Regions from separate parts of the Hordeum vulgare genome. Here region 1 is linked to region 2. The links are chromatin contacts, called in public Hi-C maps. All regions are on one chromosome and are shown on one strand. Each heading gives the region's core, a stretch centred on a gene start, on an enhancer-like site or on the middle of the called end of the contact. The rest is flanking DNA. Distances are from core to core; before and after follow the strand shown.

Region 1 (5,532 bases), core at 1,711-4,210, 440 kb before region 2:
AGTGGCGCACCATCAACTCGGTTTCTAGCTTTATTAACCGAATTTAAAAATTAACCGAGTGGTAGAAACCGAAAATTCGGTTTATACCGAATGCCCACCCCTAGCCTGTGTGACCACCATATTCTAGCCAAAACACCCAAGCCTCATCAACATCTCCGAACCTCATAGCAACTTGGGGTGTCCTCTTGTCAACTTATGCCATCGCATAACAATTACACAAATGCATAACACTCAAATTCTGCAACAATTCGAAACAACATGTATATTTCAACATGAGCGGTTGAAATCGACCCACGCTGTGTTTGACAACAAAGTAAGGTAGAAACTTATAATATTGAAAACTGCAATATTTTTGTCTATAGGTACTAGATACCATAGTTTTGACATATCAAAGTATTTGTAGTATTGGGAATATTGTGACAGTGTTTGGCCAGTGCATGTTTACAACGACCTATCTAGCAGTTAATAACAGTCGCAAATAGGCATGATTGTAGCTGACCAGTGGTTGCAAACCGAACGACCATACACAAAACAATTAGACAGACCCGACGGCATGCTATACATCAGCTGCGGCGAGAGCACATCGGCACGACATGGTAGCGCGCTACGTCGCTCTGGCGATCGCACACAATGGACTACGCAAGGTCAGCTGGCAGTGTGTTGGGAGTTAATCTGACGAAGAAAGTAGCATTGCAGCCAGCAGCGTGCGCGACCATGGGATGAGCAATCTGGGCATGTGGTGGTCAGGGACGGCGTGATACACTCATGCACAATGCATACAATGAGAGGAGGAGCGCAAGTGTGAGTAGGAAGGGCATCATTTTTCTTCCCATTGCCTTCTCTCGATGATCTTCAAGGCGGCCGCGCCGGCTTGGGAGAGAGAACGGCGATAACGAACAATCTCATTTTCTTCGCGCGCTCTGATTTTAAAAAAGAAGTTTGGGTTTTTTTAATGCAAAGAAAATGCCACGAGGATGAACGTAGCAAGCCACGAGGTGCAAAATGAAAAGAAAAGCTGGCCAGGAGGGCAAGTAGGGAGAGGGGGGGATAAAGACAGCACGACAGCAGCAGATGGTGTTGTGGTCGCAGCTGGATCCTGAGCTGTCCGGCCGGTGGCATGAGTTGTTTTCTGTTTTCTGTTTGCCCCCACTACCCAATATGGGCTGCACTTAAACAACAATGCCGTGTTCCTCCTGCCACATGCACCAGCTCCACCGCTAGGTCATGCACATCATTTCTTTCTGTTTTCTTGCTCTTTTCTTGGGTCGAATGTCTCCTGCCTATGTTGTGTATATGGTTCAATTGTGTCCTGCTGGCAAATGCATCATTCTTTTGGTTCAAAGAAACATGTAAGAGCAACTCCAACCGGTCGATCCAAACGGACGACGATTTTGTTCGCTTTTTGTTCGTTTTAGTCGGTTGTCCGCATTTTTTTTTATTGACCGCGTGTTCAACACTAGCGATCCATTTATGCCCGTACATCAGATAAAACAGGTCAGCATGCTAACGTTCAATAGTTCATGTTGGTACACTTGTCAGCGGCCGACACACATGCCAGCATGCCAAATTCGACCACGCTATATCGACCCGTGGTCATGCAAGCACACTTGCCGGCATACAAAAAAGGTTCCGTTGATCTCCGTCGCAGATCACAGCTGGTCGAACTTGAACATTTTGGCTTGCATCTTCTCGAACCATAGCCTCTTTCTCGGCGACACGGTGTTCAGATCAACCTTCATAATCTCCGCGCCCGTCTTCATGTTTGCGAGGGCCACTTCTTTCGCATTGGTCCTGGCAATGGTGGCCTCGATCTCGAACATCTTGGCTTGCTTCGCCTCCTCCAACTCAAGCATCTTGGCTTGCCTCTCCGCGTCCATCTCGAACCTCCTTCTTTGGATTTTCATGAAGGCGTGCATTTGGTCTTCCTTTTCTTGCCGACTCTTCTCCTCCCGCAAGTCCTTCTTGCTTATCATGCCCTCCATTTTTTCAAGCAAGGCGATCGACGCCGCGTTCCACCTGTCCCCCTTCTTTGAGTTGGTCTTCCCCCGCGGTCGGGTCTTCTCGCCGTCACCATGGTCATGCACAACTTATTCCCCCCCCCCCACGCGCCAAGAGGGCGGTGGCGACGGACATGGGCATTGAGGCGATGGCGGCGATGACCTCGAAGTCGTCGTCCATGGCGGTGGGAGCTGGCGCAGGAGCGAGCGGAAGAGTTTGGGGAAAATGGAGGGAAAAAGTGGCCGCTTTGTCGCCGACTTGCAGGCCAGGGAGGGAAGTAGGCGCGCGCCGCGTGCGTCCGTTTCATGTCCGCGCCGACGTAAATCAGGCTCAAAATTTGGACTGGAAATGGGTCGATAGGCGAACAAAAAGCGGACGCGCGTCCGTTTGGGTCGACGCGTTGGATCAAGTTTTTGTCCGCACGAATCCAAACGAACGGCGACAGACGAAATGGATCACTCCGTTGGAGTTGCTCTAACACCACCACAATATCCATGTAATATCAAGGGTATCATCGATCACCTAGAGACTATAAACACCGAAACAAGCCCAAACAATCATAAAACCTTGTTCAAGTTTCTCCAAAATTATGCTCTCCTTTGCACAAAGTGGGTCACATGGATAATACGCACATAATATATACTCTCTTCGTCACAAAATTATTGTCTTAGATTTGTTTAGAAATGGATGTATAAAACCTACGACAAGAATTTTGAAACGGAGAGAGTAATAATCAAAAATTGACATAGGCACGCCTTGGGTACGCACAGCATTTACATCTCTCGCCACTAGTAGTACCGGCCACCTGCTTCGCCGCATCGAAGACAATAATTCTCACCAGATTTCTCGACACCGTTGGGCCTCTCAATCCGACGGCGGACGCTCATCAAAGTTTCTGCAAACCAATTTCTTTGTCGCTGCCGCAATATTAAAACACTAGCGAGAGAGACACTATTTAATTGATTTTTTCTCCCCTCAGTACTAGTATACAATTTCTCCATTCGTCTCCCACTCTCCCCCTCCCCTCCCCTCCCCTCCCTCGCCGGCCCCCTCCTCGCCGCAAGCTCTAATTCCCCGAAGATTAGCTCCAACAAATACGAGTAACTGTGGATTAGTGCGAGGATTTGGCTGCGGCAATTCTGGGGCGGGGCGGTTGGAAGAGTCGCGGCCGAATTGGTGAGTCTTTTTCGGGGTTTTTTGGTTGGTTCTTTCCGCGATTCTTGGTGCGTCCTCGCCCCTCTTCATCCGCCTCGATTTGCGCCGTGCTGTTTCGATGCGTGCTTGTTTCTGCTGCGTTCTCTTCGTCCAATTGACATCCTCCAGTTCGGTCCTCTATGCGGACCTCGGATCTTGACCGCTTCGTGGCACAATTGGACGCTTGCGGTTCGAAGCAAATTCGAATCTTTGACGCGAATTCGCCGTAGAAGAACGCAAGCAAAATTGTTTTGTCGTGCCGTTTGCTGAGATCTGTGGGTAGAGCTGTGAATTGGACCGCCTCGATTCGATGCAAGCTCGTGCTAGTTTAGTGTTAAATTTGCTCCAAATCTTGATTTATGTCACAGATGTGCTCTTTGTTGTGTGCAGTTTGGTCGGGCAGATGATGATGGCGAACGCGAAACTCCAGAAGCAGGCGCTGCTGCCGCCGCGTAGCCCGTTCCCGACCGCCGCGGCGCCGGCGCCGTCGCCGTACGCAGACCACGGCCCGATCGCCCGGCCACAGGGCGCCACGCACCACCGCTTTGGGCATGGCCACGGCCATGGGCACCACCAGCGCACGTCGTCTGAGAGCATCATTGAGGAGCAGCCGTCGTGGCTCGACGACCTGCTCGACGAGCCTGAGACTCCCGTTCGCCGCGCCGGGCACCGCAGGTCGTCGAGCGACTCTTTTGCACTGTTCGACGGAAGCGCTGCCTCGGGCGCATTTGCCAATGGTTTTGAGGAGATGGGGGGAGGAGGGCAGGCTGCGCCATGGGGTGGCGTGCAGGAGTACTATGCCAAGCCAAGCTCATACGGGAGACCGCAGGGCCGGCCGTGGGAGCAAGGCATGCCGAATTTGGCTGGTTACAGGCCAGGGCCGCCGGTGCCGGTGAGGGAGAAGTTGGGTGGGCATCACGGTTCACTGAGTGCGTCGAGGGATCATGAGCATGCCATGGACAAAAGAGCTCTTGATGAACTTGGGGCAGAGAGGAAGGATGGTGGGCTGCCAAAGTACGCACAGTCAGAGGCGGACACCAAGCGTGCTAAACAGTGAGTATACTTCTGCTGCATGATTGCATCCATGCTATCTATCCCAACACTTATCTGTGTTCTGAAATCTTACAGTTGAGAACCATTAATGACGAGAGCCGGGGAGTGCTATCTATTTACTTAATTTTGACCGCATACAGCAGGGTCAGCCCTTTGCTGTGGGTTAGCATATATTTTAAAATCAAATTATGGTTAGCTTAGATTTTAAATTCAGAATACACTCTTCTAGTTTCAACACGATAAAGCAAGCAATGTAGTCGTTTAATAATTCTTCTGTATAGCTGCGTGGCACATTTGATCATGGTCGCCAGTGGTGGAGCAAGGAACTAGAGTTAGAGGGCTGCCAAATGAATCAAACATTTTAACAATCTTAATGAGAGGGCCCAAAGTATGCAATACTAGAGAATTCCTTGGATTTTAAGGATTGCCAAGATGATAGGCATGCACTTAGGAAACATGAGGGCAGCCCTGGCCCATGTCATTCCCTCCCTCCACCACCGATGCGCACATCTGATAGGAATATAGGATAGTGCAAATATGTACTTATTTCACACATTAGATGTGGTCACATCTGAGAGAATGGATAGTGTCCTTTGGCAACATAAATGTAAAACAACATTTGGATGTTTTTCTTTCAAAATTGCAACTCAACTTTATGAGTCTTAAATCAGACATGCTCATATACTCCCTCCGTCCCTAAATATAAGTCTTTTTAGAGATTCCATTACAGACTACATACGGATGTATATAGACATACTTTAGAGTATTTATTCACTCATTTTGCTTCGTATGTAGTCCGTAGTGGAATCTTTAAAATGACTTATACTCCCTCCGTTCCTAAATATAAGTCTTTTAAGCGATTTCACTAGATGTCTACATACGGAGCAAAATGATTGAATGTACACTCTAAAGTATGTCTATATACATCCGTATGTAGTCCACTAGTAAAATATCTACAGAGACTTATATTTAGGAACGGAGGGAGTATTTAGGAACGGATGAAGTATAAATTGTAAAATCCTTAATGGACAATGGTACGGACATTGCAATTGCATAGCTACTTATATACTAGTTAGACTGGACTTAAAGCACTATGGTTTATCAGATTTTTTTATTTTAATTAGCGTACATATATATGTCAAGATTCCTAATCGGCAAGTTGTAATAGCATGGATTAACATTTCCATACTTTAATGCATCTGATTTTTTTAATCAACGTCGCTTGCAGGCAATATGCTCAAAGATCTCGTGTTCGAAAACTCCAGTATATTGCCGAGCTTGAGGGTA
Region 2 (5,731 bases), core at 1,676-4,175:
AGGTGTGTGTTACTAATAACGTGTGTAATTAATGCTATTCATGATGACCAGCCGAACGCTCGCATGTTGGCCTTCCTGGAGTGGCTTCTGGTCTTTTGCGTCGAATGGTTTCTTCCGAGTGGAAGTTGGTTGTCGAGTGAAGGGGAACATACTCCGAGTGATTGCTTACCGAGTGACTTAGACGCCATGGATATCCAGTCGGAATCCTCCTTGTGACCTTCAAGTTAATAATGAAGTACCCTTAGGTAGGACACCTAGGTCAGGCATGTGACCCTACCCTAGGTACATATCCCCATCAGCCAATACTATTAAAAGGGGGTGAGGTAGTAAAATGAACTGATTGCTCAAAGTGTTCAAAGTTAGCCACCAAAATACTCAATCATTTTCCCACATATCCATTCTGTCAAAATCCACATACACAAATTCGGTGTCACCAACTTCCACATTTCGGACCCATCGAGTTTGATCTCAGACAGAAACCCTAGCCATTCCCACCAAATCGGTGCAACCGAAACCAAGTCGGTGCTACCGAGTTTGGGTGACCAACTTTCGGGTGCCTCGGTACACAAAATCAGAATTTCCTAGTTTGAGTATCGGTGACACCGAGTTTGGCCATCTGACCATTAGCCACCTTTTCGGTGCCACCGAGTTTCATATATCGGTCTCACCAAGATTCAGAAAATGCTACCTTTGTGTTAATCGGTACCACCGAGTTTTTCACTTCGGTGTCACCGAGTTTGCAACTTTGTGTGTAACGGTTGGATTTTGTGTGTTGTGTACATATACCCCTTCACCCACCTCTCATTCATGGGAGAAGCCCTCAGAACACACATTTTATTGCCAGATCCATTTTCTGAGAGAGAACCACCTACTCATGTGTTGAGACCGACATATTCCAATCCAATCATTTGAAGCTTGATCTCTAGCCTCCCCAAACAGCTTTCCACCAAATCAATCTCTACTACCCATGCATATTCTGTGAGAGAGTGATTTTGTGTTGAGGAGACTATCTTTAGAAGCACAAGAGCAAGGAGTTCATTGATCTACCACATCTATTACCTTTTGGAGGTTGGTGCCTCCTAGATTGGTTAGGTGTCGTTTGGGAGCCTCCTACTTCCTGTTGTGGAGTTGAACTAAGATGTTTGTAAGGGCAAGGAGATCGCCTACTTCGTGAAGATCTACCGTGAGTAAGGCTAGTCCTCCGTGGATGAAAGCCGTGGTGGAATAGACAAGGCCCCTTCTTTGTGGACCCTTCGTGGGTGGAACCCTCCGTGGACTCTCGCAGCCGTTACCCTCTGTGGGTTGAAGTCTACACTAACATGGACGTACGATAGCGCCACCTATCGGAACCATGCCAAAAATTGTCGTGTCAACTTCTTCGCGTTTGATCTTCTTAATCTCTACTCCTTTACATGCACAAAGTCTTTACTTTTCCGTTGCCATTTATATTGACTAGCATGTGTAGGGTGCACTAGACTTGTTAGAACTGCTAGATTTCTGCCCTCCTTGAAATTGGGTTAGGCCAGGAATTTTATCTAAACAAGTAGTCTATTCACCCCCCCCCCCCCTCTAGACACATCTTCTATCGATCCCTCAGCTTCACCAAATTTTCATCAACTAATCCCATCAATCCATCAGACAATTGTTTTCTAGGACATGACCAATGGAGCATCATGATTACTCCTCGTCGAGCAACACTCGAATGCACTTTCATATTAACAACAATAGTGCCTAAGGACAAATTGCGCCGCTCGACATGAGCAATTTCCTCCCTGCCTCCAACATATTCCAAATTTTGACCCTCACGCACAAACGCACCATTGAAATGGAATTGCACAACCATGAAATCCATAGGATCCATTCAATTTATAAAAGATGAAAAAACAAAATGAGAAAGTATTACTAGGGTTTCAACAAGCCCAAGCTAGCAACAACAACTTGTCTATGCCTAGGGTTAGCAGCAACAACAACAACCTAAGGGAAATAGAGGGGGGAAGGGAGGGAAGAGAGGGTGAACCTGCCGGCGGTGTGGCGGTGCCGCCTGTCTCTGGTCGCCGGCGGTGGAGTTTGTGGACACGACTCAGGCGGCGGCCCTTGCGACCCAGGCGGCGATGGGGTGGACTTGGGTGCGGGGTGTGGCTATGAATGAACAAGAGACAAAGATGGGTATAGGGTTGGATTGATGCGCGCGTGGCATGCTGACTGTGTTGTCCAGTCAGCTTTGACTCGGTCAAAACCGCTTGACCAGCCTACTGAGTCAAGGGTTGTAATCTGGACCCTGTGACAAGTTGAGGGTTGAATCCAACCGATTTTAGAGTTCAGGGTTGAAAATCAAACCACATGGTTAGTTAAGCCTTGAAATGTGGACTTTTCTCTATTCCATATAATCGACGAAGCTCCAAAACATGTAAAGTTAATGGCCTACTATGACACATAACCACTACAAATTCCAGCTATGAGTATGAATGCATGGCAAACACAAATGATGAACGGTGCGGTGGGGGTTGTGTTTCTTTCCTTATTCCATTGAATCGACAAAACTCCAAAACATGTGAAGTTAATGACAACCTATTTTGACACAGAACCATGACAAATGCCAGTTGTGAGTAGGAACGCATGGTAAAACACAAAGTATGAATGATCACATCGATCTGTCGATACCGTGTGTAAAAAGGATAACCACATGGATGTCCGTGCTTGCTGTGTGCGTGTTGGAGAGGGAGGAGGGCAGCCTTTCTTTGGTAAAAGAGGAAAGAAACAAACCCTAACCAGGCCGCACGCCTACTTAACCGGTACTCAGAACCACAAGGCTCTCCTCACACAACAAAACTTGCCAAACTCCTCCAAATGTCTACTCTCTCCAGAAGAGAAGACCCCCACCCACCCACCCACCCACTCCCCTTGCCTCCGATGACCCCCGAAGATCTTCCCTCATCGACCCGCGGCAGCAGGAAGCGAAAGTTCCGCCGTATTTTCAACCACGGAAGCCCTTCATCACGTCGCGGCCATGCTAATCAAGGAAGACCGCCGACGGGAGCTGCTCCCCTCTTACGCCTCTTTTCGCCACGCCTACGGCGAGGAGACGGTGGTCAGGGTGGTTGCAGTGGTCAGGATGGTCGCGGTGGCCGCATGAATTCATCGATGCCGCTTCAAGATTCAGACACTGCTGATAACCGGCAGCCGTTTCCACACCAGGAGAGAGGTATGGATCTGGGGGTGGCCGAGAAGGAGGCCGAGGACCATCTATTCGCTACCAAAACTTTGCTTCGGACCAGATCGGGCAGTCAAGGCCTTAAAAATGGGGCGACCACGGACAGGGCTAGGACAATGGAGATCTTGGACAGGGAGTTTGCCCTGAGGGTGCAGGAGAAGGATTTGGACAAACGGCGCTATGCCAAATATGTGAGCGATGCGCAGAAGATCATGCGCCAGGAGGCCAACGAGTTGGCCGTCTCTGGCCAACGCATCACTGCCAACATTCCCAAGGGAAAGGAACCCGTAACGCCCCCATATCATGTACTCGAGTCAACAGACGTGCCAAAGACCCACACCGTCCTTGTTGTCCTCAGCGATGACGACGAGGAGGAGGAGGAGATGGCTAACAAGCTCGCCTCCAATACTAATAACTCCTCCGTGAACATCGTGGATCCTCGTGCGGCAGCAACTATGGCGATTGTGGCAGCCCCTTCTGCTGCGACTTCTGCACCGCCTCCACATACCCCGGCATCCGGTGCGCCTACTGCCCTTGCACCAGATTCGGCAGCCCCTGCCACTTATGGCCATGGCAATGGCGTTGCTGGTGCATGCGCACGCGGGATCAAAAGGCCGCACCCACCTGATGCAATCTTTGCACCGTCTCCGGACGCGGTGGCGCCAATGGCCTTTGCAACTGCTCTCGCTACCCCTGCTGCTTACGATCATGGGAACATGCGAAGGATGGAGGAGGAACTGCAGGACAAGGAGGTCGTATCTGCCTCCCTGGCCCGGACGATGCATCACAGCTCGATGAGCGCCTGGTTGGACCGGCCAGGGTGGCCAAATTACACCAAACGGCCCCGCAAACCCCGCTCGGCCCCTCGACATCGCGGTTTGCGGATGAACCACAACACGGCGGGGCCAGCCCCTGCCTATGCTGGTTCCTCATCCCGTGCCCCTCCTGCAAACATCAGCAACTCCGCTCCAGGCTCCTCATCCCGTGCCCCTCCTGCTGACATCTGCAACTCAATTCCGGGCTCCTCGTCCCGTCTCCCTCCTGCTAACATCAGCAGCTCGGCTCCGGGCTCCTCATCCAGTGCCACTCCTTCTAACGTGAGCAGCTCCGCTCCGGGCTCCTCATCCAGTGCCACTCCTGCAAACGTGAGCAGCTCCGCTCCGGGCTTGGCTACGGCTGAGCAAGGGAGGGGGATGCGTGGCTTCATCCGCATCTTCGGCGTCGAGATGGCTCCGCAGGAGTAGGCGATACTTCTGCCAGCGCTACCGGGGGATTTGCAGCTCAGCATGCTAACCCGTTAGCCCACTCATGATTTCCTCCTGCTGATTCTCAATCAGCGGGCGGAATAGTATCTTTGCTTCCATTATTTACTTTCGAGATGATTACTTCGGTTCAGATTTTACATAGTTCATACCAGAGCTGTTAGCCTGTATGTAGGCTTTCCAGATTTATCAGTTTTACAAATTAGTTCGATTTTGATTCTAGGGTTCATACCGGAGCTTGTAGCCTTGTAGGCGTTCCAGATCAACCAGTTGTATGAATCACTTCGGTTTAGATTCTACAGAGTTCATACAAGAGCATGTAGCCTTTTGGCTTTCCAGATGTAATCAGGTGTATGAATTATCTCATGGAATTAAGTTATAAGAGTTGTTTGAGCAACGCATTTCTCAAAACAAGCTTTCTTCCAATTATATATATAAAGCCCAAACAACCGAACCGATACAAGGTGCTGGGAAAACAGAGTTGTGAACGTTTTCGGAAACGAAATTGCGAGAGTTTATTCAGTATGCACTCTCCTATTAGTCTCTGAATGTACATCAAATGTGTCAAAAATAATCAAGCTGTGCTACTTGGACCTCTCCTTGTATACAACACAGATGTAAATTAAGTGAAGACCTTCTGATGTCAGAGAATGTAACTAAATCTTTTTTGGGTCATGAGCATCAGTTGGATCTTACAAGTATTAGGTACTCAGTATATAATTCTCTGGTGATGATGATGGCATATGCACGTGACTGCGTAAGAAGTACCGAGATCGGAGGGTCATATATTCTGAATTGCCAGTCTAGCGGCAATCATACCGATATTATGTTCTACGTACTCGATTCCGCTGTTTACTCTTTCCAGCGTGTCTGTTGAATCCATTGCCTTTATCTTGTATTTTTGCAGGGTAAGAAGTTCTGCATCTGACATACCTGTAGTGTATGACTCTAATGTTAGATGAGACTACATGAAACTGATGTACATCCTTTCTGCGCCATCTCTTTAGTTCGTCATTCCAGGTAATATTGAGATTTAAAACATAAGTTGTGATCAAGAAGTGATCAGAGGTGAAAATGGAATGATCTTTTGTCACCTGAAACTGATTGGTACGCGGCAAAAGATAGACGTTCCAGGAGCCCAGGGATAAATTCTTCGTCATACCCTTCGAAAGTTTCTTTCTCAGACCACAGTAGAGAGCTCCTGATGTTTGTTTGCAGCGGTTCATCCTCAGGCACCTAAATCCAGAGGTTTTTATAT

What was found. Hi-C and Micro-C count contacts between places; a contact is called where the count stands out from the background.
Region 1: a contact with region 2 is called in a Hi-C map of seedling, with 4 times the contacts expected there. The contact joins the promoter of LOC123447873 here to the promoter of LOC123447867 in region 2. A contact is called at or near these places in 2 of 6 Hi-C or Micro-C datasets (leaf and seedling).

The regions. Positions count from the first base shown.
Region 1 is chr4H:59,386,030-59,391,561 of MorexV3_pseudomolecules_assembly, reverse strand. It overlaps LOC123447873, which reads left to right and starts at 2,960. Exons shown (of 5, transcript XM_045124580.1): 1 at 2,960-3,174; 2 at 3,583-4,245; 3 at 5,474-5,532. The coding sequence starts at 3,596.
Region 2 is chr4H:58,942,401-58,948,131 of MorexV3_pseudomolecules_assembly, reverse strand. LOC123447867 (mucin-1-like) reads left to right here and starts at 2,925. Exons shown (of 1, transcript XM_045124575.1): 1 at 2,925-4,870. The coding sequence starts at 3,130. The coding sequence ends at 4,455. LOC123447870 reads right to left here. Exons shown (of 7, transcript XM_045124576.1): 6 at 5,568-5,709; 7 at 4,964-5,406. The coding sequence ends at 5,255.